3 separate regions of the Mus musculus genome follow, and all the other regions are linked to region 3. A link is a contact called in public promoter capture Hi-C data. All regions are on one chromosome and are shown on one strand. The core of a region is the stretch at or near the end of the contact, and the rest is flanking DNA. Distances in the headings are between cores, read along the strand shown. Region 1 holds the start of Tatdn1 (TatD DNase domain containing 1). Region 2 holds the start of Trib1 (tribbles pseudokinase 1). Region 3 holds the start of Derl1 (Der1-like domain family, member 1).

The links. Promoter capture Hi-C pulls out the DNA fragments that hold promoters and counts their contacts.
Region 1: a promoter capture Hi-C map of liver shows a contact between it and region 3, with 4 times the contacts expected there. The contact joins the promoter of Tatdn1 here to the promoter of Derl1 in region 3. A contact is called at or near these places in 3 of 39 promoter capture datasets (liver and pre-B cells), 2 of 484 Hi-C or Micro-C datasets (CD4 T cells and uterus) and 1 of 9 other capture datasets (liver).
Region 2: a promoter capture Hi-C map of liver shows a contact between it and region 3, with 3 times the contacts expected there. The contact joins the promoter of Trib1 here to the promoter of Derl1 in region 3. A contact is called at or near these places in 3 of 39 promoter capture datasets (liver and pre-B cells), 1 of 484 Hi-C or Micro-C datasets (B cells) and 1 of 9 other capture datasets (liver).

Annotation. Positions count from the first base shown.
Region 1 is chr15:58,932,380-58,935,199 of GRCm38.p6, forward strand. It overlaps Tatdn1 (TatD DNase domain containing 1), which reads right to left and starts at 1,359. Exons shown (of 12, transcript NM_001368428.1): 1 at 1,300-1,359. The coding sequence starts at 1,321. Ndufb9 (NADH:ubiquinone oxidoreductase subunit B9) reads left to right here and starts at 1,422. Exons shown (of 4, transcript NM_023172.4): 1 at 1,422-1,559. The coding sequence starts at 1,459. Gm36559 (a long non-coding RNA gene) reads right to left here and starts at 897. Exons shown (of 2, transcript XR_875364.2): 1 at 1-897.
Region 2 is chr15:59,647,157-59,649,929 of GRCm38.p6, forward strand. It overlaps Trib1 (tribbles pseudokinase 1), which reads left to right and starts at 1,498. Exons shown (of 3, transcript NM_144549.4): 1 at 1,498-2,366. The coding sequence starts at 2,007.
Region 3 is chr15:57,890,760-57,893,795 of GRCm38.p6, forward strand. Derl1 (Der1-like domain family, member 1) reads right to left here and starts at 1,659. Exons shown (of 8, transcript NM_024207.4): 1 at 1,384-1,659. The coding sequence starts at 1,536.

The DNA.
Region 1 (2,820 bases), core at 109-2,608, 1.0 Mb after region 3:
AGTTTTTGAAAAACCTGCTAACATTCTCCCCACGTTTGCTTTGACTGGCCATAGGCCTCACGTCTCTGGTGTGGAAACTAACTCACGACTAGATTTCTCACAACTCCATATTTAAATACAGTGTCTTGGGAAAATATATTGCTTAAGGTGTCTCTCAGATTTTACTGTATAACCTTAACCACTCTCCTGATTCCACTTTTGAGTGCTCGGAGGATGTCTCTATTTGGATGTCCTTTAACTCACGAATGGACCTAATCTATTAGATCCAGATGGCCTAGGTATTTCTTAACCTGCCATCTTTGGGTCTTCACTTCCCACAACAGGCATGAACAGTCAGTGCTAAATGCTATGCACAACCATCCCATTTCTCTTTTTCTATTCTTTTCCCTGTTTGCAAAACCTGAAATACTTACATTCGTCCCCTTATCTGCCACAAAATCTACAAAACGACTATCAGGGTAACCTCCTCCCTGTCACTTCCCACCCTTAAATAGCAGGGAAAGTCCACAACGACGAGGTTCATACTGAGACTACCCACATCGGTATCCCAGAAGGCAAGACTCTTTCCGTACAACTGGCACTCAAAGATTTGCTGAAAAGCCTTCATTGGAACGCCACTCCCAATAGAAGTGAAATTTAAGTAATCGAGACTTTAGGGTTCCAAGTTATCCTTCCAACCCTGACTCTTACAATGTCCCCCATTTTGAATCCTTGCCGCACTCTCCAGCTGTCGGATGGATCGTGGAACTTGCGAGGCGACACAATTTGCCACCCCCTCCCGTCTGAGGACTCCCGTTTATGTCTAGATGGCCTGTGAGCAGGACTTGGCCACATTCCCGGGACTCAATGTCAAGCCTCCCAGAGTTGTCTGTGGTATGAAGGGATGACTGAGTGAACCGGTACCTTGGAGGGACTGTCAGGCCGGCCATGTAGAAGAGTTCACGAAAGACAGAAGAAAAGTGATTGGCTTGGGGGGCGGTGCTTTTTGAGAGATGGGAGGACTCGGGGACTAGCCCATGCTAGGCGATCAGTCTACGGCTGAAGCACACCCCACACCTATTCCTCTCTTTCCAGTTGAATTAAACACACACAAAAAAAGCACAAGTCACAATGATTCATTGCCCGGGAATGCTCATAAATGAACATGCACTAGGGAAACCATCCTCCAGCAAGAACCAGATCAGTCATTGCCAGCACGCGAGGCCTCCGGGCATCTTCCGTGCCCTGGAAAGGCCATGCCGCGAAAAGGGGACCCGGGACTGTCAGCGAGGCTCACGACCAAGACAAACCTGCCCTTACCCACGAACTTGAAGAGACTCATGACGGCGCGGCAGGCTCCTCCCAGGGAAAAGCGGAAGTGGCTCAGAGCACGCTCGTCCTTCCGGTTCCGCCTCACAACCGCCCGCTTCCGGGTTCCCGGCAGCCCCCGCGGCGGCCGCTGAAGGTGAGCCGGACGCTATGGCGTTCTGCGCTCCCCCGGCCTACCTGACCCACCAGCAGAAGGTGCTGCGGCTGTATAAGCGCGCGCTGCGCCACCTCGAGTCATGGTGTATCCACAGGTGGGGAGAGGGGACCCGGGGCTCGGGGACGGAAGCCGAGGGGCCCCGTGGGCCAGGCTGATCAAGGACTTGGGGGACACAGTGAAGGGAGCCCGCCCTTGAACCCGGGTCCCGATGCAGTCCTCTCTGCTTGATCTGGCGGAGATGATTGTGTGGGGCGCAACCAGGACCCAGCGTAGAAAGTTGCATGAAGAAATAAAAAGTACCTAGGACTGTCATTGTCATGGATCTAAAGCTAACGTTTTTATGACTCTGTCGTCCCTAACCTTAACAGTAATTTGTCCATTATCTTTAGTTTGCAGAGTAACTCAGATATTAGTGATTATTTTAGCCTGATTTTACAGATAAGCAGGCTCATTCTATTCCACCTCCTACGTCATTTTATTTCTTTAACCATTGTTACTAGTCTTCTCGTTAAGTCTCATACGGTGGCATATGTTGGGGGAGACAGATATTCTCCATTACATTATGAGTTTGAGGCTAGGCCAAAAAAAAAAAAATACCCTTCTTACAAACAAACAAACAACAATATAGTGTTAAAACGTGTAGACTTTCATGACCTAAAAGAAATGCAAGGGGCAGTGACAACCGAAGATGTGTAAGTCCCATACCGCTACACTCTTACCCTAAAACCTAATCCCACAAGGAGGACTTCCAAGAAAAAGATGGAAAATCAAGTAACCCTGTAAGACCTGCAGAGGGTAACCCTGGAATCCTAGGATACAAGTTTGTGGTTACATCTCTTTGTTATGCAGGCTGGTGCAGTGTACAATGCTGAACAGTTGCTAGCTTCTTTCCTAAGTTTTTCTTATTTATTTAACAGAATTTGCAATTCAGCGTCCATTCTGGATGGCAAATAAATGACAGTTAACCCTTGATTTTGAGCTGCAATCCCATGGATTAACGGGGAACGTGACGGGGAAACTCAGAAGGAACAGTGTTACTGAAGAAGTTAAGACTTCAAGAATCCAGACAGTGTTATAGTACAGTTGGAGATATTAGGGCTCATATTCATGGAGGGAATAATCAAACTAGCTACTATGACAGCACTAACAGATTTGAAAGCTGACATCTTTTCTTAGTCCTTGTCCGCATCAGTTCCCTTAAAACAAAACAAACAAAAAAACCCGTGTTGATATCACCTGTGTGACAACCTTGCCTTCCTCCTTGTTGGGACAGCACTGCTGGCATGCTAGGCCAGCTGGCCTGTAAACTTGTGGGCATCTGTCACATCCTGTCGTCCTGAGGAGGGGTGCTGGGA
Region 2 (2,773 bases), core at 248-2,747, 1.8 Mb after region 3:
GCGTTTGTTGAATGACTGGAGAATTAATGATGAAAAGGATTTATTCTTGGGTTTGACCTGGTTTTAGAAAATTAATTATTCAGCATAATTGCAAGAAAGGATTTTGATAATAGGCATCTATGCTAAGTGAGGATCCAGAGACTCCAAACTGACCTGGTTTGCGAAAGAAGTGGGGGGGGGGGGGACCAAACAAAACCCAGCAACACAAAATGTGACTGCAAGCTGTTTCCAGGGAGCAAGGTCAGCCAGTTTCAAGAGCACACAACTCAAACTATATGAAAGTATACATGCGACCTTGTCCGCGTGCAGATGGTATCCCTGGCAGTGAATAGAATGACCCGTACCCCAGTATCCAATACTCCTGGCCGCACTGGCGCCCTAGACCCTCGGGCGCGCATTGCAGGCGGGAGGGGACAGGAATCTGGCGCCAGCCACGTGGGCCCCTTCCGCCAGTTCCCCACATCCTTTGTTTCCCACCGGCCGGAGCTCAGGAAGCTCTTTCGGCGAGTCACCGCGAAGGGGCGGCCCAGGAGCTTGGAGAGGCTATTTCCGTGCAATCCGGGCGGGCGGCAGGCGCGGGAGGGGCGTGGAGGTGGAGGCAGAGCAGAAGGCCCAGTGTTTGCTTTTATTTCATCCAACAGAAGGTTCTATTTGTGGAAGCGAACAGACGCTGGGGATTAGAGTTGGGAGGGGGCAGGAAAAGAGGGGAAGAAAAAAAAAGCCACATTCACTACCACGCACAGGTCTTCCCCGGAACTACCGCGTGGGGGTGAATGACTGATAATGGAATTCATCACCTTTCCTCTCGCCCCTTCCTCCGGCTGCAGCCGCGACTCGACGGCGCCCACAGCTCCACCGGGAGCTCCCCAAAGTGCAGAACGGCGGGGAGGGGGGGACCCACTAGGATAAAGGCGTGACCACTGGGTCTCAGCCAGCTGCCGGTGCGCAGCCAGGAGGTGCGCGCGCGGCCGCCGGGAGCTCGGTGCTCCATTGTGTTGTGTGAATGATGCGCGCGCACCAATCAGCGGTCGTTTCGCCCCTGCTGCCCCGCCCCTCCCGCCCACTTCCCCGGGAACCTGACGTCACGGGAGCTTTGCCTCCGCCCCCTCCCTGGGCTACGGGCCCGCGGGCCTGCGGTGGGGCGCGCGCAGCCTGCTGCCCAGCCCAACCCGGGGGGCGTGTGCGCGCGCCCAAGGCGTCCCAGGACGTTCCCACCTGCGCCTCGGCGCGCGCGGTCAGGAGCATCCCCAGGCCTCCAGCCACCCCTTACAGTTCCAGCCTCCAACTCCACCTCCCCTCCCCCCTAGTCTCCTCCCTCCGCTCCGGTGACTGCAAGCCGGGCGACGGGGCCGGAGTCGTCGCAGCCACCTCATTGCACAACCCGGCTTCCCAACTGTTTACACAGCCCGGGCTGTGAGTGTGTGTGTGTATACAGCGTGAGTCACCGGGAGGCGGAGGAGGTGGAGGAAAAGGAGAAGGAGTGCACTGGCCGGGATCAGTGCGGCACACACACTCATAGTCGGTCACTCTCTCTCTCTCTCCTGGAGCGCGTCTCGCTCGCTCACACGCCTGGAGCCCAGGAGCGCGCAGGATTCCGAGCGGCGCGGAAAAGTTGTACCGGCTTTTACGCCAGACTAATTGCTTTGGGAAGTGCGTTTGCTCGGAGAAGCCGAGGAGCCTGTGGAATCCTGTCCTCGAGGCTCAACACCCGGGAACTCGGGCCGTCTCCACGTCCCGGACTATCCACAGCCTCGGCAACAATAGCGGCGGCCACCGCCAACGAGGCGCCCAGACCTGGTGCCTGTGGGGGTCTGGAGACCTTAGCCGGCCTCCCACCCTTGGACGCGTGGCCAACGTGGTTCTGGTGGACAACGCCAGCGTCCTGGAACGGCTCCTCTTGGGGACCGATCCAAGCTCTATCTGCAAACTCCATCCCGCCGACTGGAAGAAGTCACAGCGCAGATCCAGGGATTTACAAAGCCGGGGCCGCTCCGGCCAGGGCCGCGATGCGGGTCGGTCCCGTGCGTTTTGCCCTGAGCGGCGCCTCGCAGCCCCGCGGTCCGGGTCTACTGTTTCCGGCTGCCCGGGGAACCCCGGCCAAACGCCTGCTGGACACGGACGACGCGGGGGCAGTGGCGGCCAAGTGTCCGCGCCTCTCTGAGTGCTCGAGTCCCCCCGACTACCTCAGTCCCCCTGGCTCGCCCTGCAGCCCTCAGCCTCCGCCCTCCACGCAGGGGACCGGCGGCAGCTGTGTGAGCTCACCCGGGCCCAGCCGAATCGCCGACTACCTGCTGCTACCCCTAGCTGAGCGCGAGCATGTGTCCCGGGCACTGTGCATCCACACCGGCCGCGAGCTGCGCTGCAAGGTAAGCATCCTGGGGCGGAGGTTGCGGGTCTGGATCGTCCACAGAAGTGCCTAGGTTCCGGCCCACCGGGATCACAGTCCCGCCAGCGCTTGGGTTTGGCAGAGCAGATAAGGGCGTTTAGTTGGATAAGGAGGGTATTTTGGTCAGCTTCGTGTTTTTGGAGGTTGAGTGCTTTCCTGTGGAGTGTTTTTTGGTGAGGGTTAGGCGGTCTAGAGGAAGTGCAGGGTTCAGTTCTTTTATCTCTGTTCTTTTCTTTGGCGCTCTGTATTGCTAGCGCGTGGCGTTCCATTTAAGTTTGGAATTGCAATGGGTTCCAGGGCCATGCCATTGCCCTGCTCTCATCCCCCTCCTCCCCCTGTCCTGGAAGGACGCCCTGCAGTGTGTGCCTCCTCGGGACTTGGAGCAAC
Region 3 (3,036 bases), core at 409-2,908:
CCTGGCACGGACTTTACCCATCCCAGTTCACAGATATGGGAGGAGTCTCAGGAGACTGACAGGACATGATTTCTGTTCTCACACGATTGCCCCGGCTGCTCAGCAAGAACAGAAAGAGCAAAGCCGGCATGCTAACAGCTTTCGATGGAGAAAGGCCTGGATTCCGAATAGACAGCTGAGGCAGAATCAGCTGTCTAAGCTGACAGATTCTGGGGTGGGGAAAAGAAGTCAAGAGGCCATACAAGATGTGCATCTCGATGGCAGAGCACTCAGCTAGCACGTGCTATGCTCTGGGTTTGAGTCCCAGCACTAAACAGGAAACCCAAAAAAAGAACTCAGGGATGTCTCTATGACTGCTAAACCCCCCTAGCAAACACAGTTGCTATTTGCAAAGATGAAAGGGAGATTTGATTATATGTCTACTGGTCACCAGGTGGTGATTTCCACCACTACAATAAAGATACTCACATATCCGACAGTCTCCCATTCATGTGTTTATGCCCCTTGTATGATAAAGATCTAAGTCCAAGGGATGGACTACAGAGGATCCTATAACGGACTCCAAGAGCATATCCCAACATCTGGGTGAGGAAAATGAGAAATCAGCAAAGGAGACGAGAAAATAACATCCAGTGGAAAGTAGAAAGAGAAGGCTAAGGAATGTGTGGAAATCCAGATCTAATATAATCTGAGCGTCCCCTGATTAAATTTTTATATCACAGAATCAATAAAAATAACCTCTAGGAAACTAACATTCTTTGGCTTAGAATGATAATCTTGACTAATATCCTTAATGCTTAAGAAAATTAGTATCTCCCGTTTCCTGAGTAGTTTATTCATTCACTGGTAACATTTAACGGCTATATGCCAGGTGATCGGATAGGGCCCGTAGGAAATACAGATAAATTAATTCTTATTAATATCTGCCTTTACACCACTGCTTTAGGGAGGAGAGAGAAACTGTAAACACGCTAACAACCCACGCAGAATTATGTCAAGTAGACACCACTGATTAAGATGGCATCGCCACCCACGACATAGATAGAAGGAGGGAGGAAGACATTCAGGTAGGTGGGCCCAATTTGCCAACAGAATGGCAACTTACCTCTCACTTCAGAGTGCGGAAGGCGGGAAGTACAATCTTGCCAGACAGGTATTGTGAGTCACGTCCTAGCAGGCCAGTCCGCGACTCTAAATTATCTAAGCCTTAACACTCGACCCCAGGACCTCCCGGGACCCAAAGGACCCCAGCCTTAAACCCCTGGAGGCGGACGCACTACAGATCCCACCAGCCCCAGCGCGCCCCGCAGCCCGGCGAACCCGTTCCGTAGCCGCGGGGACACCTGGGGGCTGTAGTCTCCACCGCCCTACGCCAGCTACTACCTGGAAGCGATAGAGGAAGGCTTCGGGCCAGAGGAAGAAGTAGGCCGGGCTGATGATGCCGAGCTTGCCGATCAAGGGGACAGCAACGGTGGCAGCAAACCAGTAGCGCGTGATGGCCGGGATGCTCCTGAACCAGTCCCCGATGTCCGACATGGTCGCCCGTCAGGTGACCGGCTGCGCAGCGCCGCGCGTCCTCCCGTGCCCACCCCGCGCTCCGCGGCCGGCTTGGCCAGGGAAAGTGGAGGCGCAGCCGCTGTGCAGGAGGCGGAGACCGACGGACGTGGCGCCACCGAATTCGGACAAGCTAGGCAGCGATCACAAGAGAAACTTCCCCTTCCGGTGGCCGCGGTCCACGTGACCAGAAGTGTCCCGGCGGCTTAAAGGGCCAGTGCCGTTTTTGCAGCTCAGTACCGGGACTCGACGTCCTGGGGTGGGGCCAAGCAGGAGAGGCGGGGCGACGACGGCAAGGCTAGTAGGAAACAGTGGTTACCCAGAGCAACGGCCAGTCTTGCAAACCAATGGGGAAGCTACATGCCCTAGTTCTCCCCGGAGTTGTAATCGGAGTAGTGCCTCTTGAAGAGTATTTATTTAAAGGGAAAGGAAGAGATAGCGCATATAGTTCCTCATTTAGTCACAGCTTCAGGCAAATTTTTAGACACTGGGGATGCAGCTGCGGCTGTGAGCACGGTAGCGGTACCTGAACTTTGCAGTCTCAGGGTAGACAGAAAAGCAAATGAGTTATGAAGAAGAATTTCAGAGGATACGGGAAAAGATTAGGATGATGGGGGGGCTAGAGTGGCAGCGGAGGACTGGGAAATCTTGAGACGCATTTGAGACCGCATTTATAATTGGACATGATCTGGTTCATTGGGGGGCTTTAAATTAGAAATGAAGATGGTTGTTTTAAACAAATGGTGGAAAGATACCGATTTCACTAGAACTTTTATTCAGTTGCTGGTTTTTGTTGTTGTTGTTTTGGTTTGGTTTTGTTTTTTTGAAAATATGGTTTAGGATCAGTAAAACTTTCCGTAAAGAACATAGGTGTAAACTGACCTGTAGTAAACTAAGTATCTGAACTTACTGCAATCAAAGAGATTGCTCACCAAAGAACCCTGGACCCATTTCTCTAAACAAAATCCAAAATCATCATTATTGGATGGTGGAGGGAGAGGAACTGTCGGCCAAACTGGAAGAGGCAGTGCGTTGTAAACACAGAGCTGAGGTGTAACATAATTACCATCAGGTCTGGACAATAAGAAAAGAAACAGACTCGGTGTTCTCAGATCGGGAAAAAAAAATTCCTCAAACTTAAAAAATGTGAAATTTGGGCTCTGGAAAAAAAAATTATTTAACGTTGTAAAGGAATTGAAAATCTTAGGTCCAAGTGGCCCACGTGACTCACATCCTCCAGGCAAAGACGAGGTCCATGTGCATTTCCACATACTTTCCAGTGCTCCATTATTTCAAACACTCTAGAAACACTGGCGTTTATACTGTGACAAACCACTTCTTAGCAGTACCTAATGTTGTGAAAGTCACTTCATCTCTCTTTGGGGTCCTTGCCTTTAGAAGGACCTGGTAACTGGACGGTAGAGATGGCTCACATGGGAATGCACCTCAAAATGAGACATCCACATAAAAGCCTAGGAAGGA